Regions from separate parts of the Mus musculus genome. Here region 2 is linked to region 1. A link is a contact called in public Hi-C data. All regions are on one chromosome and are shown on one strand. Each heading gives the region's core, a stretch centred on a gene start, on an enhancer-like site or on the middle of the called end of the contact. The rest is flanking DNA. Distances are from core to core; before and after follow the strand shown.

Region 1 (3,961 bases), core at 1,284-3,783:
AAACCTTAATCTTCCAAACAAAAACCCAGCTAATTAGAATATTGTTAACCCTTTGTTTGAGGTCAGGTTTTTGTTTGGTTGGTTTTTGTTTTGATTTTAGAGACAGGGTTTCTCTGTGTAGCTGTGGCTGTCCCAGAGATCTCTGCCTCTGCCTCCTGAGTACTAGGATTAAAGTTGTACACTACCTACTGCCTTTGAGGTCCATTTTGATTAATGTCTATAAATTGCTTTTTTTTTTTTAAATTTATTATATGTAAGTACACTGTAGCTGTCTTCAGACACTCCAGAAGAGGGAGTCAGATCTTGTTATGGATGGTTGTGAGCCACCATATGGTTGCTGGGATTTGAACTCCGGACCTTAGGAAGAGCAGTCAGGTGCTCTTACTTGCTGAGCCATCTCACCAGCCCTTGCTTTTTTTTCATATGTATGTATATGTGTGTGCTAGTAAGTTCCCAAGGAGGCCAACAGCATTAGCTCTCACTAGGGCTGGAGTTACCTGTAGGCTGATGTGCCTGCTGTAGGTGCTGGGAACTGAATTTAGTTCTCTAGTTGTAGTACTCACTCTTAACTGGAGTCATTTCGTCAGCATTCCTTTGCTCTGATGGAAGAATTCCTTGGCTTAACTGTTTAGCATCCCCTAAAACAACCTGCTTCATCTCTGCAGATGAGCCTCAGTTATAATTTTTAACATTTCTTCTAAGATATCAAATAAAATATCTGGTTATTTTAGCAATACAAGTTATTTAAAACAATCTTAAGTCATTGTTCTTCCTCTATCTTTTATAGGTTAGCAAAAAAGAACAACTTTCAAAAATATTTTGATTTCCCCCAGTATTACTTTCCACTTCATTTGAATTTCAGTCATTGATGAATTATTGTTTATAACACACAGAGAGATGCTAGCATATACTTCTGGCTGTCCTGGTCAGTGTAATAGTCTGACCAGGGTAATAGTCCTTGAGACACACTTGCATAGTGGGCTACAGGTACTAACTAATAAAACAAACTGTAGATTTTTTTTTTTTTTTTTTTTGGAGATAGGGTTTCTCTGTATAGTACTGGCTGTCCTGGAACTCACTCTGTAGTCCAGGCTAGCCTCGAACTCAGAAATCCACCTGCCTCTGCCTCCCAAGTGCATGCGCCACCACCGCCAGGCAAACTGTAGCTTTTTTAAGGTATGCTGTGTATGTGTGGTAGGAGGGGAGAGGTGGGAAGAACCACTTAAGAAGTAGAGATTAGATATTGAAGACACTGGTAAATAGCCTTTGATAATATTGTGTGATAAGTGTTCTGATAGAGGAACTAAAAGTATATCATCAAAAAAGTTGATATTTAGTAAGTTCTTGCTATGTTATTCTCAAAATTATTCTTTATAGTCATTAACTTCTTTTATTTCTGATTTTACAAACAAGTGATTTAAGACTTAGAAATAGAACACACATGATATGCACTCACTGATAAGTGGATAGTCCAGAAGCTCAGAATACCCAAGATACAATTTGCAAAACACATGAAACTCAAGAAGAAGGGGGAACAATACCCAATGGAAGGAGTTAAAGAGACAAAGTGTGAAGCAGAGACTGAAGGAATGACCATCCAGAGACTGCCCCACCTGGGGATCCATCCCATAAACAACCACCAAACCCAGACACTATTGCGGATGCCAAGAAGAGCTTGCTGACAGGAGCCTGATAAAGCTGTCTTCTGAGAAGCTCTGACAGTACCTGACAAATAGAGAAGTGGAGGCTCACAGCCATCTATTGGACAGAGCACAGGGTCCCCAGTGAAGGAGCTAGAGAAAGGACCCAAGGAACTGAAGGGGCTTGCAGCCCCATAGGAACAACAATATGAACTAACCAGTACCCCCAGAGCTCCCTGGGACTAAACCATCTCTCAAAGAAAACACATGGTGGGAGTCATGGCTCTAGTTGCATATGTAGCAGAGGATGGCCTAGTCAGTTATCAGTGGGAGGAGAGGCCCTTGGTCCTGTGAAGGTTCTATGCCCCAGTATAGGGGAATGCCAGGACCAGGAAGTGGGAGTGGGTGGGTTGGTGAGCAGGGGGAGGGGGCAGAGGGGAGTCGGATAGGGGATTTTTGGAGGGGAAACTAGGAAAGAGGATAACAATTGAAATGTAAATAAAGAAAATAATTTAAAAAAACAAAAAAATTTTTAAAAAGACTTAGAAATATAACTTACCTCACTGAAAGTCACAGAAATGGTCCTTGTAAGGGTTAGAATTTGAACCTAGAGTCAGTGCTTAGAATTTCCATCTCTGTATGCTTGAGTTGTAATGTACCCTTGGAAGTTTCACTTGAAGGCATGAGTAGACAGTCAGGTGATGAGCCAGTACGTCTGAGGCCAGAGTAGAAGTAGCAGTCAGATTGTGAGGAGTGGGCTTATCTTAAATCCATGTGTCTTAAGACCAAAAGTCAAGTTAAAAGGGGCGTGGGGAAAAAGTTCTTACTGTGTCAAATGGAGGAAGTGTTCTGTCATGTCGCTGTGGTTTCTCTTCCTCCTTGAGGAAGAGGCTGTCTGAAGAAACTTTAAGGCCTCATTTCTCTGCTTTAATAGCTGGGAGTTCGGAACTACAAAGATCACGGGGGATTTTTGTTCTGTTTTTGTTGTTTTTAGGTTTGGGTTTTTGATACAGTCTGGTTATCACATTAGAATTCAGTCCTGTCAGACCTCCCAGTGCTGGAGTTGTAGGTATGTGTCAGCACGCCCGGCTCCCAAGTATCAGTGCAATGTAATTGCTTTGTTGTGTTTTGGGTTTTGTTTTTTGTTTTTTTGTTTTTGTTTGTTTTTTTTAGACATAATGGTCATAAACAGACCCATTCCTTTCTAACTGGAACTAATTGGGACAACCTTCTATTTGTCTTCTTTTTAACGATTTTATACTGGCAGCCTAATTTAACAACAACAAAAACAACACACACGCCATTGATAAGCTGTACAATTCTGTAAACTGAAGACTGAATACCCAATTCAGAGAAAAGTCTTGTCACAGCTATTAAAAACATTGCTCCAGATTAGCTAGCAGATGAGTTATACAACCTGTGATGGCTTACTAGTGCTGATCACCTTTAGGGTAATCAAGACGAGCTATTCAAAAATAAATAAAATTAATGTAATGAAAGTAGCACTCTTGTTTAGAAGTCTTAAGTGAGACATGCCTAAGTGTGATAGGGTATTTTCAGAGTTAGAAAACTTAGCTGTTCAATGTGGGTATGCCTCTGTATTTCTTTGTTACTATGTAGCCCAGGCTAGCCTTGGACTTGAACTTCTGATCTTCCTGACTGTACTTCCAAAGAACAGGGATTCTAGGCTTGAGCTGTATGCTTATTTTTCATGTGTTAACAGTGGAACCCAGGAGTTCAGCAGAGCAGCTACATCCTGGCAGCTGCCTTTCACTCCCCATTTTGAGACATATTTTCACTGTGAATAGCCCAGGATGGCTGTGAACTCATAGCAGTTCTCCCTCCTGAGCCTCTCGATGCTGGGATTGCAGATGCGAACCTCTTCATTTGGCTGATAGTTGCCTGCCTGCCTGCCTGCTCTCCACTCTCACTCTCTCTCTCTCTCTTTCTTTTCTGTGTCATATCAGTGAACTAGAAGTCTCAGTGAATTGGCTAGCTTTTTTGAAAATGACAAGATAGTTGCTTCTGTTGCAAACTTGGTAAGAACTCTGAATCACATCCTGAGGATTCATGGGCAAGGTTTGTTAATTTTCTATGTCTTTAGCAACAAGGAAACCTTTCTCAGGGCCAGCAACAACTTCCTAGCTTGATCTTGTATCATTTGTTGATGGACAAGGAAAAAGGGCAAAGTCCATTAATTTGGTCCCACTCCATGAGTGCACAGTCTTTCAGGGAAGGCAAGATTTTTAGACAATGTTAAGAGTCCTTTAGAACAGTGGTTCTCAATTATGGGTTGTAACCGCCACAGGATTGCATATCAG
Region 2 (3,961 bases), core at 754-3,253, 310 kb after region 1:
TGACTTTCTCTTTATGGATGATGAAATTGAACTAGAGGACTTCTGTATTATTTTCTTCGAGACTTAGACTATAATCCAAGGTCCAGAGGTCTTGCCATGAAAATCTCTGCCTTTATGTTGGAATAGGAAGGAAACGTTTAGCAAAGTGTTTAGGTTTCTTATTTCTTCTTATGTTTTTTAAGGGACGGATTCATTATGTATGCTAGGTTGGCTCTGAGCTCACTGTGTTGTTCTGTAGCCCAGGCTGGCCTCAGGCACACCGCTGTCTTTCTGCCTCAGCCTCTCTAGTGCTGGAATTAGGGATGTGCACCACAACATGCAAGCTGCTGGTTTCTGTTCTGTCTGTCTGTCTGGGCTGAGTACTTAGACTCCACATTTTTGAGTAAAAACCTTCAGGTAACAGGTAGTTTATTAGGTATGAAGAATGCAAAGGAAATTAATGATAGTTGGTCTTGTTATTTCTACACACTTAGCAATAACTATTTTGAAAATTGAGCATGAGAGTGAAAACAGAATAACCCTCAGCTAAAGCACTGAAACATGCTTGTTTTAAAGCTGCCGACTCTTCGTGGTCCTGGGAAGCAGAGCACAGGTGAGCAGTTACCATCCACTCAAGAAGCAAGGGAGAGTTTGGAAAAAAATACAAACCAAAATAGTAGGAGGTGAGTTCACAATTATTGTTCTTTGTGTCATATGCCTTAATAGTCTCATGTGGTTAGAACACTTACTGATCATCTGATTAATGACATCGATTCTGAATAATGAATAAAAACAACACAGAAACCGATTCTAATGGAAACCTGCAGGAGACATCACAAGCCAAATGGATGACAGCTTAGATAGAATTTATCAATATTAGTGATAAAGCATTTTACCTTTCCAGAATGCTCTAGATAATTTAAAATTTTATTACCATTATATTATTTTAAATTTATGTGTTAATTAATTAATGTATGTGTGCTCTGTCTGCAAGCTCACCTGCATTCCAGAAGAGGACATCAAGCCGGGCAGTGGTGGCGCACGCCTTTAATCCCAGCACTTGGGAGACAGAGGCAGGCAGATTTCTAAATTCAAGGCCAGCCTGGTCTACAGAGTGAGTTCCAGGACAGCCAAGGCTACACAGAGAAACCCTGTCTTGAAAAAAACAAAAAACAAAAAAACCAAAAACACCAAAAAACAGAAGAGGACGACATCAGATCCCTTTATATATAGTCATGAGTCACCATGTAGTTGCTGGGAATTGAACTCAGGACCTCCTGAAGAACAGCCTGTGTTCTTAACTGCTGAGCCATCTCACCAGCCTTGTTATTATTTTAGAGATTGGTTTTACTATGTAGCCCTGGCTGGCCTGAGGCTCACTTTGTAGACCAGACTAGCATCAGACTCCTGCCTCTGTCTCCCAAGTGCTAGGATTAAAGGTGTGTGCCACAATGCTGGACTACATTTATTATATTTTTTTAAATATTCATTTTTATGAGTATGGATGTTTTGCCTGCATGGATGTGTGTCTGTATACCATATATGTGCATACCCATGGGATCCCTAGAACTCTAGTTAAAGATGGTCTTTTAGCCACTATGTTGTTTCTGAGAACTGAACCTAGGTGCTCTGCAAGTATTCTTAACCACTGAGCTATCTCTTGCTCTTTTGCATTTCAGTGTGTGTGCCACCACACTCCCTCCCAAAGAAATAAAAATGTGGCATATGCATATGATCCTAGCATTTTGGAGGGAGATACAGTTTAAGGTCAGCATCGTCTATATAGTGAGTTCCAGGCCAGGCATGCTACAGAGATGCTCTGTCTCAAAACAAACAAACAAACAAAAACAAAAAACAAAAAAGAGGGCTGGAGAGATGGCTCAATGGCTGCTCTCACGCAGTTCAGTTCCCAGCAGCAACCATATGGCAGCTCAGAACCATATGTAACCAGTTCCAAAGGATCCAATGCCCTCTTCTACCTTCCACAGGCCCTGGGCACAGATAAATGTGCTGGCGAATCATGCAGAAGGAAGTTATAATGACTCATGCCTATAATCTCAGCACTAGGAGGTAGAGGCTGACCGGGGCTACATAGATTTCTTTAAAAAACTGCATAAATACATAAATTTCACTTCACAGGCTATGCTATTTTTTTTAAAACTTCTGTAAATCTATTCTGAAATTTTGAAATTTTTCTCATTGTTGAGCTTTATGTTGTTTTTTTTTCTTTTTTTTTTTTTTTAATTCTGTTGAAAGCAAGGTCATTGTGACTTTAAAAAGTTCAGTCTAGGCATGATGGTACCTGCCTTTGATCCCAGCACTTGGGAGACAGAGGCAGGTGAAATTCTGAGTTTGAAGACAGCCTGGACTACAGAGTGAGTTCCAAGATAGCCAGGGCTACACAGAAAAACCCTGTCTCAAAAAACAACAGAAAAAAATTTTTAAAAAAAGATCCAGTTTTTTTTTCTATATTTTTGGTTAAGTATTCAGGATAGTTTCCCAGGAGCAGAATTCTTTACAGGCTTTGAACATTTTACAGATCTTTCATAGTTGTTGCCAAAAAGCTCTTGGAAGCATCTGGTCAGATCTGATCTCTCATTTCTGGTCCAGCTGGGTGGTAGTGCATTCTGAGCAACAAGGATTTCATAGCTGGGCCACGGATCACAAACTTTTGAAGAGTTGTTGTTGTTATTATTATTATTTATTGTTTCTAGTATTGTTGCTAGTATTTGAAACAGGGGTTCACTTTATAGTCCTGCCTGGCCTGGAACTCACCAAGATCTGCCAACTCTGCCTGCAGAAGACTGAGATTAAAGGCATGTACCCCATGCCCATCCCTGAAGGACTACTTTAATACATGACAAAATGGGTAAAATCATGGGGTATTTAGAGGAAGAGAGACTGCTCTGATTTGCAGGTGAAGAAGCTTGGTTCAGAGAGACTGACATTCACTAACACAAGACAGATGTCCTACTAAGCAAGCAGGATCCTGAAACCAGAAAAACTTTGTTCTTCAGGGTACTTGTTGTGCCTTAAGATCCTTGCATCCGGTGTCAGTTTGGTGCCAGAGAATTTTGATAGAAAGGCCCAAGCAGAACCTTTAATGTGTGTGATTTGTCTTATTGGGGGCAGGGTAGACTTGGCAACAGCCAAGAACAGACACTGTCAGTTTCTTCTACTTCTGAAGATCTCCCAGGAACACTGTTAGAAGTTGGATATTAACAACAACATTATAGAGAGATTTTTACTCACCCTTTTTATTTCTCAGCCAGGAAAGGTGTAGGGAATCAGGGATCCAAGTGAAGAGTTACTCAGCTAACTCGTGCACCCTTATCTGACTCAGGACACTCATGAAGACCTGAGTCATCCAGTCCTCAAAGGGCTGGCAGGTGGAGGGCCTTAGTCTGGTGATGTGGTGCTCTCTGGTGGTAAGTCTGAGTCAGTGCGTCAACTAGGAGTAGGGAAGGAGGGCTATGGGTTTTGAATTCTGTTAGGAACATGAACAAATAGATGTTATTTGTATCTATGTCACTTCTACCCTGAATGATACAACTTTGGATCAGTATGGCGTCTGTGTCTTCTGAAATCTATGCTACTAAGTCAAGAAATAATGAGGATAATGGAGAGGCACACTTGAAATGGAGATGTAAGTATGAAGTCATGGGTTTATTATTTAAGGTAATATTTATTTATTGTTTTTTTTTTTTTGAGACAGGATCTCACTATGTTGCTCAGCTGGCCTTAGCCTCATGATCCCTGAGTATTATGGGTATAGGCATGCAGGCTCAGCTGATGAGTGAAAACTCTAATTCTTGATTATCATCAGTTTTGTTTGTTTTATGGTTCTGGGTGTGAACCTAGGGCGTGCCTTTTAAATCTAGCACAGGCTTCACTGACTAGGATCATAACACTGTTTCATACACACGAACCCTTTTCTTCTACAAGACTGTTGGATAATGAAAGCACAGCTCTTCTGATTAGA

What was found. A called contact is a pair of places that touch in the nucleus more often than the background predicts.
Region 2: a contact with region 1 is called in a Hi-C map of bone marrow-derived macrophages, with 22 read pairs. The contact joins two enhancer-like sites. A contact is called at or near these places in 3 of 15 datasets of contacts at CTCF or cohesin (the NIH/3T3 cell line and embryonic stem cells), 159 of 484 Hi-C or Micro-C datasets (the 3T3-L1 cell line, the AML12 cell line, the AtT-20 cell line and 95 more), 14 of 115 datasets of contacts at active chromatin or transcription factors (CD8 T cells, the HPC-7 cell line, astrocytes and 10 more) and 1 of 9 other capture datasets (adipose tissue).

Annotation. Positions count from the first base shown.
Region 1 is chr11:87,209,993-87,213,953 of GRCm38.p6, forward strand. The region is part of intron 22 of Trim37 (tripartite motif-containing 37); the gene reads left to right. Among named protein-coding and RNA genes, the nearest start is that of Trim37, 85 kb to the left of the region's middle. Within about 2 kb of position 2,534, at least 24 of the 459 cell types and tissues checked have an H3K27ac peak or open chromatin away from gene starts, as enhancers often do. A contact at or near this core is called in bone marrow-derived macrophages, where this site is marked.
Region 2 is chr11:87,516,113-87,520,073 of GRCm38.p6, forward strand. Tex14 (testis expressed gene 14) reads left to right here. Exons shown (of 31, transcript NM_031386.2): 15 at 556-662; 16 at 3,543-3,625. Among named protein-coding and RNA genes, the nearest start is that of Rnu3b2, 47 kb to the left of the region's middle. Within about 2 kb of position 2,004, at least 29 of the 459 cell types and tissues checked have an H3K27ac peak or open chromatin away from gene starts, as enhancers often do. A contact at or near this core is called in bone marrow-derived macrophages, where this site is marked.